2 separate regions of the Muntiacus reevesi genome follow, and region 2 is linked to region 1. A link is a contact called in public Hi-C data. All regions are on one chromosome and are shown on one strand. Each heading gives the region's core, a stretch centred on a gene start, on an enhancer-like site or on the middle of the called end of the contact. The rest is flanking DNA. Distances are from core to core; before and after follow the strand shown.

Region 1 (3,725 bases), core at 889-3,388:
CAGGAACTGCAAATTAAAATAATAACACAAAGTTACTTTCATCAGATTGGCAAAAACAAAAACTACCAACTGTTTTCAAAACTGTAGAAAAAAGGATCTATCATACATTGTTGGTGGGAGTATAAATTGATATATTCACTTTGAAAAGTTTGGCATAATCTACATTCTGCAGAAATGCATGCTACGTACATAAAATGCATGTGTAAGATTACACAGAGTTGTACTATTTCTAAATACTAAAAACTAGCCACAATCCAAATGTTCATAATACTAGACTAGTTAGATTAATTGTGTATGTTCACAAAAAGACTTACTACACTATACTTACTTATAAGCATTACTATCAGCAGTGAAAATACATGAACTAGACCTACAGGACTGACTGAAAATGATACATAACATGTAATTCAGTTACATACAGGCTATTAAAAAAAAAAAAAGGCAAAACCAATGTATATTGTTTAGGAATTCTGACAAAGGTGGTTAAAAAATACTTGAAATAAAAGTGAAGGGGACAGTAATGTTCTAATTCTGCAATGTTCTAACTATGTTCACAATTATTCATTATAATGTATATCTGTGGCTTGTGCATTTTCCCACATTCTGTTTACTAATCATTAGAACTAATCATTATATTTTATAACTATGATTTGTACACTCTTTTGCACATTTAGTATTTTGTCACCAAAAAAACGATTTAAAGTTTGTAATCTACTGCATTTTTATGGGTCTGCTATAATTTTTTGTTCTAAAGTGTCATATATTTGGTTTCAATAGAAACAAAACTTTGAGGCACCAGAGTCCAGTTTTTATTCCATTTGACAGGATTACTGCACACACATAAAGTGGTAAAAGCACTAGTCAGTGGTGCATAAACAAAATTCAGTCAAAACATACAAGAAGAATAAGCAGTAACTTTAACTGATAGCATACCCTAAAAGACATCACTACAGAATTAAGTAATACAAATACAATAAACATGAGGAATTTCAGAATCTTGGTTTTAAAAAATACATACATGAGTGATAGTCTTTCAATGCACGTTTACAAAAAAATTATAACTGAAAGACTGTAATGGTTTTAGTTATGATTGTATGGACAGAATGTGAGAAAGAAACGGTGCTATTTTACTTAAAAAATTATTAATGAAAACTCGTCTTTTTTAAACACTCTGAATTAACATGAGGGAAACATTACTTCAAACAAAAACAGTGGCATTTGAGAAATCAACGGTTCTAAATCTGAGGCTAGTAACCAAAGAAACTAAAAACATCCTTTTAAAAATCTCGCATATACACTACAGAAAGGGAAAACTTTGATGATGTCCCTTCTCTGTCAACGATAACTAAGACACAATATCAAGAATTACACAATTCCATACCCTCCTTCTGAGAAATGTCACAGGCATTTTGTTGCGGAAACAACGCAAGACACGGAGGGAAATTCTACTGGAGAACCAACTGCCAGCTTGCTCCCTCCTCAAAGCCACTCCAGAATTCTTGGGAGGTTAACGAAGTAAGGACTGGTGGTAGTAACACCCAATATAAACGATACATGCAATGACAGAAGTTGTCAAAATTCACACAGCTTGTTTCTCTCCCTGGACAGGTGCCCCACTCTGAGGGGAAGAAGCAGTTAACAGAGTCATCTGCTGAGGGTTCTGAGATCTCATTTCTCTCTTACACCTGGACCATCGCATTTCTCACCATCACCGAGTGTAGTCAACATATGCCACAGATTTAGGTTCATGAGCTCATCTACAGTCCCTACGCTCGTCCAGGATTCGCCACCGGCTGGCTCAGAGGGAAGCCACGAGACGGAAGGAGCCCGCCTAGATTCTGGCCTGCCTGGCCTAGACAAGCCTGCCCCCCTTCCCGCATTCCCAGTCTCCAAAGCGTTCCGTCCTCTCCTTTTCGATTCGCCTTTCGCCACAGGCGCCCAAGGCTTTCGTTCTGAGGCTAGTCCACTCCAGATTACCTCTCATGGGAAAGTTATCTCTTACCAGGGCAGAACGAGATTCCGGAAACGGTGGGAATCGCTTCACAGACTCCTCTCGCAGCGTTCTCTGCTCTGCTTCACCTGCAGCTGCCAACGAATTCACCAAGACTCCCGGCATGCCCCGCGCAGGCACCGCCTCCCTACCCCGCCCCTCTCCCGCCCAAGCACGTGATCTCCTTTCGCCTCCGTCCACGCCCACTTCCGTTCCTCCACTTTCCCTTAGGAGGGAGGAGGGGACTGGGGGTGTTAAAGAGTAGCGACTTCCTCCTACTCTCCGCCCCCGCCTCTCTACCCCCTGCTACAATGTCTTCCGGGTCGCGATCGCCTCGGAGCCTTCTGGGAAACCATCTCATTTCCTCCCCTCCCCCTCCTCCTGCCTTCAACCAACCAGCCTCCCGTCAGAGAGGGACATGCGCAGTGAGTGCCTCCCGTCTCTTCTACCCGAACCCCCCTCCCCCCCCAAGCAGAGAGACCCCAGCAGCAGCAGCAGCTGATGATGAAGAGAGAGGCAGTGGCAGAGGGGGGGCACCTTTTATTTCTATTTTTAAAGGGACAGGACACTAATTTTACCCCACTTCAACCTTGAATTGAGGGGGGTGGGGGGAAGGCGGCTGAGTTCCTTCCCCCACCCTCCAGCCCTGAGACCTGAGAGGGGGATTGAGCCTGAGAGAGAAGGAGAAGGAGTTTCTTCTTCTTCGAAAACCCCCATCCACGACTCCTACCCCCTCACCCCTCCACTAGCCTCTCTCCCGAGCCCCCTCCATCCTCCTCCTCTTTGGCCGTGAGAGGAGAGAAAGAGACCAAAAGCCTCTTAGCAACACAGACCCTTCTCTGCTGTTGCTGCTGCTGCTGCTGCTACTGCTGCTGCTGCTTGGCCCTGGCTGGAGACATCTCACTACACCCAGGAGCAGCCACTTCCCCAGCTCTCCTCCTCCTTCGCCTCCTCCTCCTCCTCCACTCCCCCCCCCCCCCCTTTATTACCCTTTGTGTCATCCTCCACAGCTCCAGGGAAGGCACTCAAAAGTGGGGGGCAGAAAAGGTAAGTGTGACTGTGGGGGCTTCATTGCCTTCCTCTGGCTCTGACTTTAACTCCGGGGCAACAGTAGCACCAAACCACATACGCAGTGGAGCTCCGGGGTGAGGAGGGGGTGGTGCTGGGGGGGGTGGTGAAGGAGGGGTTGGAGTGGGGAGGGGTGTGTGAGGTGGGTGCCCATCCTGTCAGAGGAGGAAGGGCACTTTTTATTTTTATTTGCTGTTGTCAAAAGTGGTTTCTCTCCTCCAGCTAACATCTGATTGTGTCTTGCTCCAGTGGGGGAGAATACAAAAACAACCCCCTCCTTCCTCCAATGAGGCGCCAGGGAAAGAGACAGAAAGAGGCACACTTTCTAGATGTCACTTTAAAAAAATCATTTGGAGAGCTTTTTTCCTTTTTCCCTAGGAAAAGCTCCACTGCATTTGTTTCTGAGTGGGAAAATGTCGGGATCTGGATTGTATCGGAACTGCTTATCCATTTGTAGACCTGAGTGTTTTCCCCTTTTTGGTTCTGTATGTGATTTGGATATTGACTTCAGTGTTGGAACAGACTTGATTGGTTTTTGCTTCCTGGGTTTAATTTTCCTTTTTTTCGTTTTGTCTGACTTGCATAGAAAATTTCAAAATTTTGGTTGATAGAGGCCTTTGGTTAGGTTTTGACTTGTATTATTGCTTTTTTTTGTTTAATGTTTGTT
Region 2 (3,725 bases), core at 516-3,015, 590 kb after region 1:
TATCGCTTACAAGAAGTGAGTCACTGTACCTCCATTGTTTTCAGCAACAAAGTGGATGCAAAACACTCAAGCCCCACTAAACAGTGCCTGAATTCTTGCTGAGTGAAGGGGTTAGACTATGCCAAGCAGTCTGTATCCACTATTTTGCCCTCACAGGGGGAGGTGGAGAGAAAAGGGAGGAGTTCAGGCAGGAAAAAGAGAGGAGAGTAAGTAGATGATCAGCGGAGAAAGTGGAGGAAGAGATGGAGCTTTGATGTCAAATACAAATGACTGGGAGTAAGTTTTTTTTCTCTTCTAGATGTCAGCAAACTATCTACTTTCTCTGAGTTAGGAAAGATATCAATTATTGCAAAATGGCAAAATGTTACTCTTCCTAGGAATTTTGTAGGAAAACTGTAGTGCTTAAAGTCTAACCAAGGAACTCAGTTAAATGAGATTGATGTCAACAATAGCTGGTGCTTATTTGAGTCAGCTGGATTTTCTCTCCTCTTTACTTTTTATTTTATTTTTTCTCTCTCCTCTTTAGAAGTTCTCTACCTGGTTCAGGCTTAAGAAGTCTCCTTTCTCTAAACTCTCCTGGCAATCAGGGTTTGTGCGACTCATATGTTAATTAATCATGTCTACTACCTATATACTAACTATATAGTTTTCTTCAAGTGATCCATTTTTCTTTTTTTTACTGTCATTCTTCATTTCGCTTTCTGGTTGCCCTGCTCTTCAATTATTTACTTCTCTAATTGTTATTCATCTTTCCAGTCTTTCTGCCATCCCATCAATGACAAAGTTGCACGAAGAACTTTGTATCTCAAACTTCTTTGCGCCTTCCACAGTACCAGTATTTTACACAGACCTGTCACTTTGGAAATGTGTGCTGCCTTGGTTAAATTTTATAAGCTTAATTTTTAAGAAGTCTATCTTTGAAATTAGAAATATCTATCATCCACTAAATAATTTTATGAAGTTTGGGAGACCAGGTTCTAGTGCACTTGTTGCATCTGGCGTTAACCCTCACTGCAGCCGTTAGCATCCTCCCGGCGAAAGCGAGGATGCCTTACCCTGGAGAGCTCTTTCGGTCAGGTACCGAAGAGAGGATGCGGGGAAGAGGGCTGGGACCTTGTGAGTCTTTCGGGTGGGCAAGACCCGGCAGGTCTGCGCCCCTCGGAGTGGGGAGAAGACATGAACCTTTCGCACGTCTCAGGGCTGTGCGAATCGGCGGCGGCGAATGAGCCGGCGCTCGGGGCGCCTTAGATAAGCTCGGGGCTCTTTATAAATACAGGCGCGGTGGAGCAGTTGCGGCTCCCGTTGACATCTTCCCTTCCCGCTTCAGCATAATCGCGCTGCTCAGCGCAGCAGTTTTGCGCGGCGCCTTCCTCGGGGTACCCAGCGAGCGGGGTGTCGGGGCCGCGGAGGCAGAGGCGCACGCTCAGGGGCCGCGGGTTAACTTGCGCACCTGGCACCTGCCACACGGCGAGAGCGCAGGCTGCCGAGCGGACGGCGGCCGTCGCCGCCACCCCCTTTCTCCGGAGCGGCCGGAGGCTGAGCACGCTCCCGCGGGCCGGCCGCGCAGCGGAGAGAGTGGGTGGGCAGGCGAGGGAGGGGAAGGGAGAGGAAGAAGGGAGGGAGGGAGGGAGAGGGCGAGGCGCGTCCCCGCGGCGGGGGCGCGCTCTCGCGCGGGCTGCCGGGATCGCTCGCCGCCGCTGTGGTAATGTCCGCCATGTTGGCCATGGCGCAGGGAGCGGATCGGGCGGGCGAGCGGCGGATCTAGTGTGTGGAAGCGGCCGCGGGCGGCGGGGGGCTGTTTTCGGGCGGGGTGGGCGCCCATGCTGTGGCCGGGGGCAGTGAGGAGGAGGAGGAGGAGCGGGCCGGCCGCGCTGCACTGAGGAAGGAGGTGGAGGAGGCGGCGGGAGTCCTCCCCCCCTCCCCGCCCGCCCCGCCGCCGCCGCCCGGGCTGTTCCTGTGAGGCGGGGAGACAATGAGTAAACTCTCCTTCCGAGCGCGGGCGCTGGACGCCGCCAAACCGCTGCCTATCTACCGCGGCAAGGACATGCCTGATCTCAACGACTGCGTCTCCATCAACCGGGCCGTGCCCCAGATGCCCACCGGGATGGAGAAGGAGGAGGAATCGGTAGGGACTCGAGTGTTTATTACCCCCCCTTCTCTCCTCCCCCCTCCCCTTTGTCAGTCGGGCCTCGCCATTCACAGAGCGCTTTACGCTCGCTGGAGGGCGCCGCTGCCGCTCCAGCGCATGGGACCCTACGCCGGCGGAGTAGCGTAAACCCTCTCGGCCGGCGCAGCGCCCGCCCGCGGCCGCCATGTTGTTGCGTCCCAGTGTTGTGATTAGCTCGCAGCGCCGCTTACGCTGCCGTAAGGGGGCCTTGCCGTAAGCGGCGGCCGGGAATGGCGCAGGGGATGTTCTGACCGCACTTGGCGTACGGCCTCTGTTTACCTCTTCCCCACACCCCGCACCCCCGGTGGGGGATTAATTAATCGGCAAGGGACCCTTTGGCTAGGAAAGATTGCCGCCCCCCCCCCACACACACTTTTAGCTGTAGTTTCGCATTGGGTTCTCTTCGAAATGAGTTACGGAAAGTAAAGCGCTTTCAAAACAAACATCATCTTCCTGCTAGCAAGGTAATCCTCGTTCCTCGGCCCTCGTTGGTGCAGAGGGATGGAGGTGATGGTGCAACACTGCGGCGGGAGAGGGCGGGGTCGCGACTAGTAGCAGGATGTAGCGTTAGAAAGCCGCTGACCGGCTAGCTCCGTGGCCGGGAGCTAGTCGTTTCTGCCTGCCTAGGGGGGACAGCGCCCGCTCCATGCGCTGTGTTAGGAAGGCACCGGGGATGTGCTGTCCTCGGGCCGCGTCCCCGACAATTGTCATGGCTTGGCGGGGGGAGGGGGGCGTCTTTTAGAAGTTGAGGACCTACTGCATCCAAGTTGACAGCTGCATTATTTTTTTAAATTAATAATAGCAGTTTAGGGCAAAATGCTTTCCCCCCGATGGTCTGCATTTTGGATAGGGTTGAATTTCACTTGACTTGACAGTGTTGATGACTCTTGGAGTGGTGTTACTTGCGTGCGAAGTTCATAGTAACTGCACCCTCAAGAATTTCTTCAATGAACCTGTGGTCCCGCCTTATTGTCAACCCCGGTGTGTGTGGATTGGCTCTCTTGCTTCTGTGACTGTCAAAAGAAGGCCCAAGGTTTCTGTGATTGGTTTTCTCTTTTGACTATTAATATTGCAGGAAATGCTTTTATGCTTTTGATTGGCTGCTCGAGTTGTGACCTCATTATATTACCTTGCTATTACTACTTTCTGCTGTGATTTAATCACATTTCTCGGGGTTTGATTATTTGAAATCCTGGGCTTTCCGTAGAAAATGAGTATGTCCTCAATATCACATGAACATTCAACTTTTAAAAACATAAGGAAGTTGAAAACCCGAGATTTATATTGAAGGTTTAGAGCTAAGTCATATGTGAAAATTCTATTTTTAATTAAAATTTATTTCTAGCTTAGCTCAATTTTCCATAGGAAAGAAAATTAAGGGAGTTATAATATGTATGAGAATTAATTTAATTGAACTTTAAGAAACACAACTTGGGATTCCACAGAGTTGCATTTCTGTTAATGTCATCTCCTGATAAGAACTGGTGGCTGATGAGTCTTAAAGTATCTGTATTATATGTTTTTACTTGGACCTTATTATTTTGGTTTGGGAAGAACT

Evidence for each region. A called contact is a pair of places that touch in the nucleus more often than the background predicts.
Region 2: a contact with region 1 is called in a Hi-C map of muscle, with 5 times the contacts expected there. The contact joins the promoter of EPC2 here to the promoter of ORC4 in region 1. A contact is called at or near these places in 2 of 3 Hi-C or Micro-C datasets (blood and muscle).

The regions. Positions count from the first base shown.
Region 1 is chr3:223,466,146-223,469,870 of mMunRee1.1, forward strand. ORC4 (origin recognition complex subunit 4) reads right to left here and starts at 2,139. Exons shown (of 14, transcript XM_065931492.1): 1 at 2,003-2,139. It overlaps MBD5 (methyl-CpG binding domain protein 5), which reads left to right and starts at 2,392. Exons shown (of 15, transcript XM_065931498.1): 1 at 2,392-2,415.
Region 2 is chr3:224,055,255-224,058,979 of mMunRee1.1, forward strand. EPC2 (enhancer of polycomb homolog 2) reads left to right here and starts at 1,766. Exons shown (of 13, transcript XM_065931507.1): 1 at 1,766-2,125. The coding sequence starts at 1,973.